Regions from separate parts of the Zea mays genome. Here region 1 is linked to region 2. Evidence: chromatin contacts called from public Hi-C data. All regions are on one chromosome and are shown on one strand. Each heading gives the region's core, a stretch centred on a gene start, on an enhancer-like site or on the middle of the called end of the contact. The rest is flanking DNA. Distances are from core to core; before and after follow the strand shown.

Region 1 (7,268 bases), core at 60-2,559, 51 kb before region 2:
GTTAAATAAATATCCCATCATAAAAGCATGTGAATGATACAAATAATGTTTTAGTGTGTAGACAAGTTTATTATGAAGCCAACACAACTAAAATAGACCAATTTGGAGTTAAATCGCAAAAGTTATGGATTTTCTAAGGTTTCCCTTTATTTTTACACCTATAAATTCTTTTTCTGTATTTTCTTATGTACTTTTATGGTCTACGGGATGGCAGACACAATTTCTAAATAGATCAAGGTGGAAAACATAAATTCTAGGACTAAGTTGCAATAACTTTTGAACTGCTACAGATGGTGGGTTTATTAAACAAAACGAGAGGGACTATGATGCAATTATTCTCGGCCGAAGGGGTATCGACTAACCACAGCCGTTCGATTTGAAACCGGTGGCACTGATTAGATCGACCGTAGCCCTAACCGGTATGCAACTAAGGCCGCAAGATCCTAATCCTACAGTCACGACGTTATGAAATGAGATCTAATACAACCCGTCCGTTTAGCAGATTAACGACCAAGATCCTAGGGCGAAAGGGTATGCTAGGGATCTAATCAGAATCGTTCAACAACGATCCATTGGTTCGCAGCCACCACGTCGAAGAGGTATGCATGGCTAAATCCTAGCCATCGGTTTGTGGACCAGTGACATGTGATATCTCTTCCCCCACACGTCGCCCAGCGGCGGCGATGGCCTGCCCCACGGTGGCAAAGCTCACCGGAGCAAGCCGATCCGACGCCCTGGTGCATTAACCCATCACCGGACATGTTCTACAAAGAATTCCCCAAAGCCCCAGCCATAAGGCGGATGTTAACGTTGAATTGGATCATGACTCCCTTCACCCACGGTGCAGGCGACCCTGCGAATGTCCGACAAAGAATTCCCCAAAGCCCCAACCATAATCTCTGTACGGGAGGGAACTCGGCAACTCTGCTAGACGACACGATGAGGCCCGGACGACGGTGAAGGTGAGATGCCTATGTGGCGGCGGCTTCATCTTCCCTCGCTTCCTCTCCGCAGTTTGCCCGATAGTGGTGCAACTTTGATTCCTCTCCCTCTCTTGGCGTGACGGTGCTCTCCGATCGACATTGGCCAATCTAGATGGATGAATGGGGTTGGATTTATATCCCCACCCGACGAGATTCCCTACCGCGGAACGCAATCGACCAACGAACATGCGATTTTCGCGGTGTCTTTGGACATCCGTAGAACTCCGGATGACGACTCCTATTGTCGGGCCCCACCTGGAAGAGACTAATCCCAGGATGAGCGGGTGCCGAGTGTGGAGCCAAGGCCGGTCGTGGCCCGTGGCCAATGCACAGGCAAGTGGGCCGGGGTAGAGGCGGCCCGGGCGGTTGTGTGGAGAAAATGGGAGCAGGCCGGGATGGTGGTGCCGGCCCAGGTTTGTTATTTCTTTTTTTCTTCTCTCTTTTGTTTAATTTTAATTACAAAGCCAACTATGTTTTGAATTTCAAACATAGGTTCAAATGTACAGATAAAAAAACCCATCATGAGATGCAACTAAATTTATTTCTATATTAGTTACTTTACCTATTTATTTAAGGAAATGTCTCCAATATGCAACACACCTATTCCTTGTTAAATAAATCATTATCTTGGATATGTAGTCAAACTAAAAGTTTATTCCAAAAAATTTAATGTTTTATCACCTATTATTTTAAGGGTAATTATATTCTGATGTATAATCCCAATTAAGGGATATTCTAACTTACATATTTTAGAGAATGAGCTAACTACATTATTTAACAAAATAATGATTTCACTTTCAGAAGGGCCGTTTTTATTAACCTTTTGTTAGAAAACCACATTAATTGAAATCTTGGGATAAATCTTCCTAACCCCGAAGTTAGAATCTTAGGGTGTTACTTTCATGCAACAAGTGGAAGTGAAATGGAAGAAACGCTTGTGTCTTTTGGATTTTATGGTCGAAACTATTTTGAGGATTATATGTGGACATAAGTTGCACATCCCTAAAATTTCATAAATTTCTAAGGCTATTTGTGTATTATTAATTTCTTTTTGAGCAAAATCATCAAAATGCAATTAAATTCATAAACTATTCTAGGGTTGACCGAAAATTGCAAATAAGTTACCATGACTAATTAATTTCTATAAGAAGATAACGTCAAGTTCCCACTTGAAAATGATAAAGTGAGGTATTGATTATGTTGAAAGTTTGATACTTAAGAGTGATTTCATGGGTGACTCACGCAACAAATGGAAGTGAAATGAAAGAAAGACATACATCTTGTGGATTTTATGATCTAAACATTTTATTGAATTATATGTGGACATATGTTGTGCCTCCATAAAATTTCATAAATTTCAGAGGCTATTTGTGTATTATTAATTTCTTTATGTAGAAAAACTTCAAAATGCACATAGCTATCCGAAAAGATATCTGGATATCCAAGAAGATATCTGGATTTCGATGGATATTATTCATCTCATATCTGTATATGCTATCCAAAATATACTATTTAGATTGTAAACCAAAATCCGGATATGTTGCAGATATCCCAAAAAACTATCCAACAAAATAATTGGCCTCTCTGTTGGTCGAATGCTCGGATAATATCAGTACCGTTTAGACCCTACCCATATACCATGCTCGCAACTTGGATGATACTTGAGGAGGAGAGGAGGGGAACACCACTGTTAGAGCATCTCAGAGTTCACTAACGCGAAGGACGATGCCTTGAACAACTACATCAACGTAACTGCTTGATGTAGCCTTAAATTGACTCACCACAATACGAACTCGCCACTGCACAACCTTCATGTGCCTCGAGCCCATGATGAGACCTTTGACACCTTCTTTTGATTTCTCTGGTGAGATTCTCCCATGCCACTATTGTGTTCCCTCAATCTAAGGGAACTCAAGACTTGGCCTTGGCGAGCACCAAGCACAACACACACACAAACACCCTAAATTCTATTTTTTTGGAATTTCTAAAAAATGTCAGAAATAAGTTAGCTCTATAGCCAAATTTATAATGGAGGTGTATAATAGACTTGGAGGGGCTTTGTAAAGGCCTAGTAGCGTGATCCCACTGAACAACTAAGTATTGTTTAGCATGACACAAACCATGACTCCCTTTGCTCATATTGATACAATTTTGTTGAGCTAAGCTTGTATTTTAAATTGTGAACTCTATTTAATACTTGCTAAATCTGAAAATTGTTCACCACTAAGATTGGCAACTAGTATGTGTAAGATGTGTTGAGATCCTTTTTGCTACCACTACTATATTAGGTTGCTATGTTTCATGCTTTTTAATGATTCTCTATCTTAGTCATACCCTGCTAAACTTTAAGTCATGATAAGTGATAAATAGAAAGATTGAGATGGGTTTGCATTTTTCACTACATCACTGTATCGAGATTGTTTCTACAAGGACATTAGAAGATCTTGAGAAGTGTAGTATATGATTGAAACTGGTGTCTTTAGCTCTAATAGGCTACACCTAGTTGAAAAGTTAGACTTGACAATATTTACAACCTCTCACACTCATATATTTTTGAGTGAAACTTGTGTCACGCTGCAAACTCTGATAAATTGAGCAAATACAAGTTTAATTCTATCATTGGCATGATGAAAGATCATTGTACGAGGTAGTTCACCTTGTACACCTTTGACTAGCACTTTGTTGATTTCTTGCTAACATATGTTTAGATTGTTTTAGTGGTGAACCCCTATTTTTGACATGCTTAAAACCGATTTGAATGCTTATATTTCACACATCTTGTGCATATGATCAGTTTGAGCATTTGCTAGCACCTATATATATTGCTACACACATCGCACAACACCACTTAGAGCATTTTTACATTCTAATTGTTATATTCCTAAAGCATTTTCTGCCTCTCCTTCTACTCTCATGCATATCCTAAGGGGGAAATTTCTTTTGAGGGGGAGCTACAAATTTCTGTGCATATGAACGATTCTTACAGAGTGCACTTATCAACAAGGGGGAGCGTTATACGCATACATAAATATCTAGTTGATAGTGTGCTCTTTTATGAGGCTTTGGGCTCTTTATCAGGGGGAGTTGTTTCTATCAGGGGGAGTATTGGGAGATGTTTTGCTAGTCATGTCAAGTCTTTTATCTCTTTCTAGAGGGACTAGCTTTGCTCTCGGCTTTATGGTTGTCTTTTGTTGGCTAGTGGTGTTGAGCCACTTTCTGCCTCTTATTGAGGGCTAGTTCGTTTTTTCTTAGACATGTTGAGTTGTTGCCCATATCTTTGTGGACCAAACTTTGCCCATTCTAAATGGCTTGGTTTTGGCTTTTATCTAGCCTTTTGTCATTTGAGTGAGTTCTTCCTTTCTTCCTTCCTTTTTTCCGTTGATCTTTATGCTTGTGTGGTGGTGCTAACAACGCACTCACCAAGGGGATGATTGCAAACACAAGGTTGATATGTGCTCTAGTGGTTCTAGTTGTGATGAGTGATTATCAACAAGTGTAGCGTCTTGGGTTGAGTCGTGTGGACTAACCTAGGTATGAGTGCAACATGTCTCTTGGCTTGTTGTCTGCAGGTGAGTCTATAGATGCTAGTCGATGGCATGGGTGAAGGTCATACAGGTTCGTGCCGATGGACTCAGAGCGGTGAAAGACGAGCACTGAGACTTGACAAAGAAACTAGAGAAGCAAGGTGACTAGCCAAGGATGACACCTGGGGACACCAATAGGCTCAAGGACATGGCAGACATAATCGTGCCGTCAACACTGTTGTGGATAGGTAGGACACGTGTCTAGGACGTGGGGGATGTGTATAGAGTAAGTTACCTGTGTGGTTCCTGTGGTTTGAGTTTTTGGGATTTAAAGAATCTACATTCTTAGGGTCATTTAGGCTTGGTAGAAATTTGCAAGGACCTTCTTGGATGATGGCCACCAAGTGGTATAGGCTGATTCACATGGTGCAAGAATTTCCAATCCCTTGAGCAATTTTGAGAGAACCCCAATTTGAATTCATTTTTTCAGATCTGACTTTGAAGTTTAAATCTTTTTGGGGTTCAAATTTTGTAAACATATTTGAAAGTCCCTAGTGAAGTTGTTTGCCAAATTTTAGCTCAATCGGAGTCTGTTTGGATTTATTTTTCATTTTTGAACTTCAATTTGAGATGTTAAAAATGACTGAGTAAGCGATATGGTTTTGGTCATTTTGTACTTTTCGGTGTTCGTTTTACAATCCATCTATTTTGTTAGACTCATGTGTGTCATAGAAACATTTCTAAAGCATTAAATTACTGGTTGGTTGATATATATTTTTTGGTTTGAGCAATTCCTTTACCTTTAATGAAGTTAAGCGCTCATTTTCACAACTTTGGAAGATTTCTCCTGCAAAGACATATTTAGCTAATTTGAGTGCTTCATTGTGTTTTTGGTGACCTTCAGGAACATCTTGCTACCAGTTAACGCTTACACATCCCTGTTGTGTCTATTGGAGTTTTGAGGTTTAGGTGTAGCATTGAGAAGCAACCCAAAAGTATTTCAGCACATAAATTTCATATTCAACCCTCTCTAGTCGCCTATTCGATTCTTTAGAAACCATCTTAAGTCATCGCCTCCGGAACTAAACCAAGCTCATGTGTTTTGTTAGTTAGGTTATTCAGGGGAAAGAAAAATGCCATTGCAATGTGTTGGTTGTCTGTTCCCATTGGCATCAACAAAAGACGTAGCTAACATATCACCGCCTGGGTTTGTTTCTTGCAATAATTGTTAACGTAAGTAGCCTTCCAAAACTTATAATACATAAAAGGCTTATGTTAAAAAATTGGTTCGGAGTGGCACATGAGTAATCATATTGCAATACAAATGGCAGGACTATGGTACTTCTGATTTTTCTTCATTGCTTATTGCAGGGATCAACCTAGCTGGCAGTTAAGGTTTACTGTGGTAACCTAGCTGGTCCTCTTTGGAATACAATTTTTTTTCTGTTTTCTATGTTTTATACGTGAAAATGAACTAAATTCTGTGAAATTTTTGTACGATTTCTCTAAAATTCCTGCATTTCCAAGGGAGCCTAAAGGAAAAAAATCGTTTTTCAAGAAGTCAAGTCCCTTTTGGAAGGTGGGAATTTTCCCAGTTTTCTATATTTTCCTATAAAAATAAATTGATTCCTATAAAATTTATGTATAATTTCTCTGAAATTCCTGCATTACAAAGGGGCCCAATGATGTGATATTTGCTCAAATTTATATAAAAACATGTTAATTTTTATGATATAAAATAAGTATCATTGAATTGATTATAAAATATATTTTAACTCTAAATTTAGTTGGAGACAAAAATAATATATGCCCAAGTCGGTTAAAGTTTAAATTAGTTTGATCTATATACGCGATCTATGCATTGTTAGTTAGTACTCCATGTGTTCTGGAACTCAACAGATATCTCAGTCTTTTTGTATGGATAAATTGAAGTGGACATGGTGTTTCTAGAGTTGATGCTTTTTTTGGACAGGTGAATAACTATGATGCTGTTAGGTCACGGGGTTCCATTTTGTGCAAGTCATGTTCTCTACGTCCCTAAAGTGATCAAACGGCATTGCATTAGTATATTAGGATCGGCAGTAAAGATGGGGGTGTCTACGTCACGGATTACCTAGTTTATTTGTCGTGGTTATATTATTTGAATAGCAAGCGGATTCATTTTTTATGGATCCTCTTTTATTCCAGAACAAACAAAAAAGCAGGTAATGTACAACCTATAGGCCCTGGTTTGGTTATCCAAATGTACAATAGACTACATGATATCATTCGTAAATATTTAGAGCTAGTTTGGAAACTTAAATTCTCTCAAGATTCTCAACGATTGAGTGGAAAACTGAGCTAATTTTCTCCTTAAGGCTAATTTGGTGACTAGGAAAATGGAGGTGATCTATGAGAGGAACCCCTTAAGACCTTGTGTCACACCCGGATTTAAGGAATAAAGCCGAGTGCGTCTCATATGTGCGCCAAAGAAGAACAACATATACAATGACCAAGTATATAGAGATAAATATCACAATCTGTCGGCGTTTCGAAACCCGGGGGGTCCCTGAACCGATGAGTAAATTGTCGCCGCGTGCCCCAGCCCAAATGGGTCGGCGCGAGACGGAGCGCGAAGGGGGGAGGCAGCCCGAGGGAGACGGGCGTGAGAGGTGGAATCCCGCGGCCTTCGTGTTTGTCCCGCGCCCAGGTCGGGTGCGCTTGCAGTAGGGGGTTACAAGCGTCCACGCGGGAGGGAGCGAGCGGCCTCACGCGAGCGCCG
Region 2 (6,604 bases), core at 1,682-4,181:
AACTCTTTCTTTAGTTCGACACTGCTCATGTCCAGTGCTTCATTCTGGTGCACCATAGGACACGTCCGGTGCTGCTAAGCAGCATGTTTCCTTCATTTCTTCATGTATCTTCATTTGGGTTTCTTCTGTTTTTGTGTCTTGGACTCTTTTATGATATTTGTAGGTCTTCAATGAATCTTCTAATTTCTTGATTTGAGTTGTTGATCTTCTTGATTACCATGTTGCCTTACTCTAAGTCCATGTTGCATCCTTTGAACTATTTTCATAAACACTAGCGAACATCATTAGTTCAAATGGTTATGTTTATCATCAATAGAAAAATTCATTAATCAAATGGCTAAGGTCTATTTTCCTTACATGCACAATCCCCAAACAATCTTCAACGATGTCGCTGCCTCCAAGTTGTTTAGGTGGCCACAACCACCGTAACTACAACAACGATCCTCTAGTGACATTACATGCAAACTCCCAATGCGAATACAGTAGATCACTCACAATTTTGAAATCATAATCTTAGTGCACATAATTGAGTGGAGTGCGTTCTTGAGCTCTAATGAGTGTGGTCTTCAGTAATTGAGGAACAAGAAACTAGCCATTATGCATAAATACACATGGGCTAATTGTTCACAAGCATTCCAATAATGATTGTATTATGCTTAGAGTTTTTTAAAGGAGAAGACAATACATTAGTAAAATTTATTCATTCATTTATTGATGTCATACGGTCTTGTCATAAATTGACGGTGCTTGCTCCCTAAGCCTATGTTTGGATACTCTAGTATTCACTCCAATACACATGGGTTGAGGGGATTGTGGTGTAATTTCCCCCTCAATCCATGTGTATACACCACAATCCCCCTCAACCCATATGTATTGGGATGAATACTAGAACACCCAATCAAGCCAGGTTGAGAGGGGGTTAGAAGGGATTAAATCCTTAAAATTTAATAAAAGGGGTTTAATCCCCCTCAATCTCCTAAGATATAGTGTTCAACTATAACTCTATCTTAGCCCCTAATACAACTCAATTCATAGCAAAACCAATATGTTTTTCAATCATTTCTATTTTTTATTAATTTCAAAAACAAATCATCTATTTTTAAACTCATTTTAAATATATATTTGCACCAATATATTTTCGAACATTCTTTTAAATTTAATTTTGAATTCTATTTGAAATATGTCGGGGGCCTACATTGCGAAAGGTCCTCAAAATATATGTATTATATAATTAAGTGTGTTTCAGGTGTATAATGCAAGCCAGACGAAGCAGGTCTTCGGCTATTTCAGGCGTGCGATACAGGCTAAACGAAGTTGTCCGTCGGCTGAAGCTACGTAAAGAGAAGCTTCATCTATGCGCACAAACAACGAAGATGTGATTTGAGGTAGCCAGCTTCAGCGAAAAAGAGGTCTCGACCGAAGAACGACGAAGGCACAATAAGTGTGAAGAAAGAAAAAGACAACAATGTCTCTATGGCATTTGTAAACAATTAGTATAAAGCCTCAAGGGGCGCAATTGTAATTTTGTACAAAATCGGTTTATATTACTTATAAATATATTAACAGTGTCCTACATAAAGTTCTTTTTCGAGAGCAATAGCTTCGTGTCACTTAGTTTCCGAAGAACCTTGGTGCCACACCTTGTGTTAAGGAGTCAAAAATATGCTTGTAAACTCATTTAACATAAATGAGAGATGGAATAAAAGTGCTAAGGCAAAGAAGATGAGTTTTCATACTCTATTGTCTTTTGTTATTCCATTATAAATTTAAAAATTATTCTCTAGAAGCATTAAAAATAAAACTGATTAATTCTATTTTTTAGAAAAACTTAGCTTTTAAAATATATCAAGAAGCATGAATACAACACTCCTTACAAATTTAAATCGAAAAAAACTGTAACTCGATTTTTATTTAACATGGTTGCTAACATGTTGCTCAGGGCGGCCGGGACAGGATGGCGGGCTTAGCTTAGAAACTGCGGCTGCTCTCGTTACTGAAATCTGGCTTTCTGTGGAGTGCTTTCGCTATCGAAATTCGTCTGATCTCAACCATGAACGACCATGCCCACCGGTCGGGAGAGAACAGATGTTATCCTATCCTGCGGCCTCTACAGCCGGCGGACCGGCCGCTCAAGCCTCCATGGAAGCCTCTGGAACTCTACCGCGTAGCCAGCACGCCGCAGCAGGTAGACAAAATTAATACTCCTAATTAAGATGCATGGTAGAGACGCAAATAGCCAGCTGAGCATGGTGCAAACTGCCAGGGTACAAAAGCTAGCTTGCTCGTCGCGCAGCGCTGCACGAGTGACACGCTCGAATTTGGCCGCATTCGGTCGTGCACCGGCCGTACCCTGAGAGTTAGGAATTTCGCTCGACTTGTGCTAATTGATTCTAGGTTTGTACCGATGATGATGTTCGGTAAATAAATACACGATACTCGTAATAATGTTAGTTCTCAATATTTTATTTAGTTTTTAAACATTAAGCTAAAATTTGAAAAAAAAAAAGAGTTTTGAAATTTTCGATTGAAGTTTAGGTGACTTTTGTGACATTAATTTGGTTTTAGCGGTCCTCAACTATATGTATGTCCGAATCCATATATAGGCTTAGGCTGGGTAGTAAAATCCGTAGTACTTATGTTTTGGCGCCGACGACGGCCGACCAAGAATTTATTCATTTAATTTCGTTTGCAACCCTGAAGAGTGGCCAGGGGAACAAGTCGTAGTAGTACACTGCATGCAAATGCATGTGTAAGCTAGTAGTGAACGGCATCGTAGTCAGTTGATGGCTATAGCTAGCTAGCTAGCTTCATGTCATGTGCACTACAGAATGGAATGATCCCGATGAGGATGACGTGGATCCACGTGTCTTACGTGGGGAGTCCCAGTATCGTCTATAAAGTCCGTCCCATGCCCAACAAACACCACCTCCATCACGCACTCCTGCCAGAGACCAAACTATTCGTATCGTGCGTAGGTGTTGCTTGCTGTTGCAACGGACCATCCATCTAGTGCTTGCATTGCTGTCGCACTCGCTCAGCTATCTCCACCGCTATTGGTTGTTGTTTGGTTACCCACGCCCTGCTCTCTGATACCAGTTGATAGCAGCAGCAGCTAGCTATAGGTTGTCAGCAGGATCGACCAGATAGATAGCGCGGATCGGAATTAACAGCGCTGCAGGAGGATGGTGAAGAGCACGACGACGATGGGGGCGGCGAGCTGCGGCGGCGGCGTGCTGCCGCTGGCGTCGCTGAACCACATCAGCATCGTGTGCCGGTCGGTGGAGGCGTCGCTGCGCTTCTACACGGACGTGCTCGGCTTCGTCCCTATCCGCCGCCCCGGCTCTTTCGACTTCGGCGGCGCCTGGTACGTACGCGTGTCGTGTCTGTATTGAATCTATATATACCTGTAGTACTAGTACGTACGTACCTTCAATCGATTTATAATTATATGATGGTATATATATATCAGGCTGTTCAACTACGGGATCGGCATCCACCTGCTGCAGTCGGAGGACCCCGGCAGCCTCCCGCCGGAGAAGGGAGAGATCAACCCCAAGGACAACCATATCTCCTTCCAGGTCAGTTGTCACCACAGCTAGCACCTCTCGCCGTCGTCGGTGTCCTTTTCATCCATATCTGTCTCTGTCGCCATCCATATCTTGATTATATTTTTTCCGTCGATCGTCGTTCCATCGTGTGCAGCAAATTAAGGCACACACTACAACAAGCAGTGAACTATACGTCTTTCCATGTATCTCTAGCTAGGTCTCTTTTACGTAGTACAGTTGATCAATACAAGAAGTTGAAATCGGTGTTCCTCCCTTGCTAGTAATACTACGTACGCTACACGTGTACCACCCTCCCCGGCCCTCCTCACCCTTGTTCGCTTGCATGCATGTGGCAGTGGCACGCGGGAATTGAGATGCATATGCATCGTCGTGGCCGTGGGATGTAATAATGTAGCGACAATAATTTTTGCGTTCTGGCATGTACGAAAAAATCATGCTAGCTGACACAGACAGACAGCGGGCACACACTGCTGCAGCTGCTGTTTTGCACAGTAACCCGTGTGAGAGAGAAGAGATCTGGGCCAACAGTTTGGAAATGCTGTTCTCAACTACCTAGTACCTATGTATACATGCATGTACAGCAGGGGCCCGGAACGAAATACGGACCAGGGTATTTAATATATATATATAGTCCTAATAATACATTACTGTGTAATAATATCATTTTCCCCCTTAATATCATTTTCGTTGGAGATTGATTGGACTAGCTAGTACCTTTCTGCTACAAGTACTCTAGAGCTTAATTCACATTCCGGCGGTATGCACGTCCTAATTCTAGGTAGGCTATAAATCGAGTAATCAAGCCAGGACAAGGAGCATTTTGTGCGTCCCTTTGCTTGTGTGTGTCGCTTGGAATACTCATCATCCTCCGTATGTCCTTGTCGGTACTGGATCAGTCGTGTATGTCTATCCTGACTCAGCATGCACCGATGGTGAGGTGGACGATGATAAGGACGGACGCGCGCCTAGCTGTTGACGATGACTCGTCACATCCCCACCAAATCAGATCGTATAGGGCGTGTCTGCTGGCTAGCTAGGGCCGGCGGAGTAAAATGTCTCGATTTCATGGTGACGTTTAATTATATTAATGTGTGTTTATTAAATTGCAGTGCGAGAGCATGGTGGCGGTGGAGCGGCGGCTGAAGGAGATCGGCATCCCGTACGTGCAGCGCTGCGTGGAGGAGGGCGGCATCAACGTGGACCAGATCTTCTTCCACGACCCCGACGGCTTCATGATCGAGATCTGCAACTGCGACAACCTCCCCGTCGTCCCGCTCGCCGGCGACCAGCAGCGCGCGCCGGCCGCTTGCAGGCGGGCTCCGGCGGCGGTCAATACCGTCAAGCAGCAGCAGCAGGGCAGCGTGGTGCCTGCTTCTTCCGCTCCGGTCACGACGGCGGCGGCGCAGTGCATGCCGTCGGCGGCCACGGCGGCGCAAGCCATCCGCGTCGCCGAGGAGTCGTCGTCGCACATTTCGTGCGCGTGATTAATTACTAGCTTGTTGACGACGACGCCAGTGCATGGATTCGGCGCGGACGGTGACGAAGCAGGCACGATGGATCGACGAGCGCCGAGTCACGACCACAAGAGGCGTCTCTGTACATGCGCGTGCGTGCGTGCGTGGGTGTAGGTGCTGTATGTGCAGTGCACTCAAACTGCCTAGCTTTTTTTTAGTAAAGAATAAACCCATGGTACGGTGGGAGTGAAGAGACTAGTGCGTCCACTCCATCATATCCTTGTGTATATCTTCTTCTGCGTTCCGTGTCGATCGATCTACTTACTAAAACAGCGTACGTGAAGCACTAACGCCGCCAGATCGACATCAACTAGCTAGTGGACAGTGGTAGGGATGGACAGTGGTAGGGATGAAAACGGAAAACGGACGGAAAACCCCTCTCCCGTTTTCGTATCCGCATTTTATCATCGGAAACGGGATTGGATCCGGAATAGTCGGGGACGGAAACGGGAGCGGGATAAACGGAATTGCGAAAACGAACGGAAACGGAAATACTAACGGAAACTTATAATTTAATACAAATAGAAATGTTATTAATGTTTGACTAGTGATTGATTGACAGAACAATAATATAAAACAAATAGATATAGAGAGGCAACATTCTATTGTTGTTTGGTTGCTAAATGTGTACATTTAGCTACATCCTATGTTGTTTAAGACTTTAGATCACTTGTTATTTGAAAAGAGCCAGTGGTTACAATGGCCAATTGTGCTAAACACATGAGAATTTAGTTTATATGCTAATGCATATTAGGCTCGTCCCATATTATCAAATACGGAATAAATACGGGTTTAATCCGGAAAAAAACGGGATCCCGCAAAAACGGACGGAATAAGCCATCTCCCGTTTCCGTCCCGTTTCCATATTTTTCCGTAAATACGGAAACGGTCGGGTCAAATATAGAAAACGGTACAGGTCGGGACGGGATTTTTTCCGTCCGTTTTCAACCCTAGCTAGTGGTGGTGACCTCCATATAGGTTAGTCCAGGAAGACGGTGCTCGGTGGTTCGATGGTGCTCACCCAAATCGATACGATAGATTTTTTAGTACTAAGGGCTAAAATGGAAATACTTTGTGAAAATAAGTTTCTCAAACTAATCCTAATAGATATAAATTCGGTCTCTATTTTCACGGGTAATCGAATACAATACATAAGATGTAAAGATATTATCCATTGAATTTGATTGACTAAGGATGATAGGTTATCTGCTAGCGATTTAAACCGTTGGTTTCACTAGTAGAAAAGAGCTCAAAGCCTACGGCACACATAAATTATCACTGGCGGTTTCAGTTACCGCGCGTCAGTAAAAAAAAACCAGGTGGGCCCGGCTTGGGAACCGCCAGTGGAAACCTATTTCCACTGGTGGTTATCTTAACACAACCGCCAGTGGAAATAGGATATTTTAACTGGCGGTTGGTGTAACAGAGCCGCCAGAAGAGGCACTGCCTAAGTTCCGGAATGCACTTGGGTTCTTAGTTAGAGATAATCTTGACATCACAATCCGACAGTGGAGAGATGTA

The links. Hi-C and Micro-C count contacts between places; a contact is called where the count stands out from the background.
Region 1: a Hi-C map of endosperm shows a contact between it and region 2, with 2.5 times the contacts expected there. The contact joins the enhancer-like site here to the promoter of LOC100283197 in region 2. A contact is called at or near these places in 5 of 25 Hi-C or Micro-C datasets (ear, endosperm, leaf and 1 more).

The regions. Positions count from the first base shown.
Region 1 is chr8:82,003,667-82,010,934 of Zm-B73-REFERENCE-NAM-5.0, reverse strand. No RefSeq gene overlaps it. Among protein-coding and RNA genes, the nearest start is that of LOC103635458, 41 kb to the left of the region's middle. Within about 2 kb of position 1,309, at least 18 of the 20 cell types and tissues checked have an H3K27ac peak or open chromatin away from gene starts, as enhancers often do. A contact at or near this core is called in ear, endosperm, leaf and 1 more, where this site is marked.
Region 2 is chr8:81,955,185-81,961,788 of Zm-B73-REFERENCE-NAM-5.0, reverse strand. It overlaps LOC100283197 (lactoylglutathione lyase), which reads left to right and starts at 2,931. Exons shown (of 3, transcript NM_001156099.1): 1 at 2,931-3,364; 2 at 3,470-3,578; 3 at 4,679-5,298. The coding sequence starts at 3,183. The coding sequence ends at 5,053.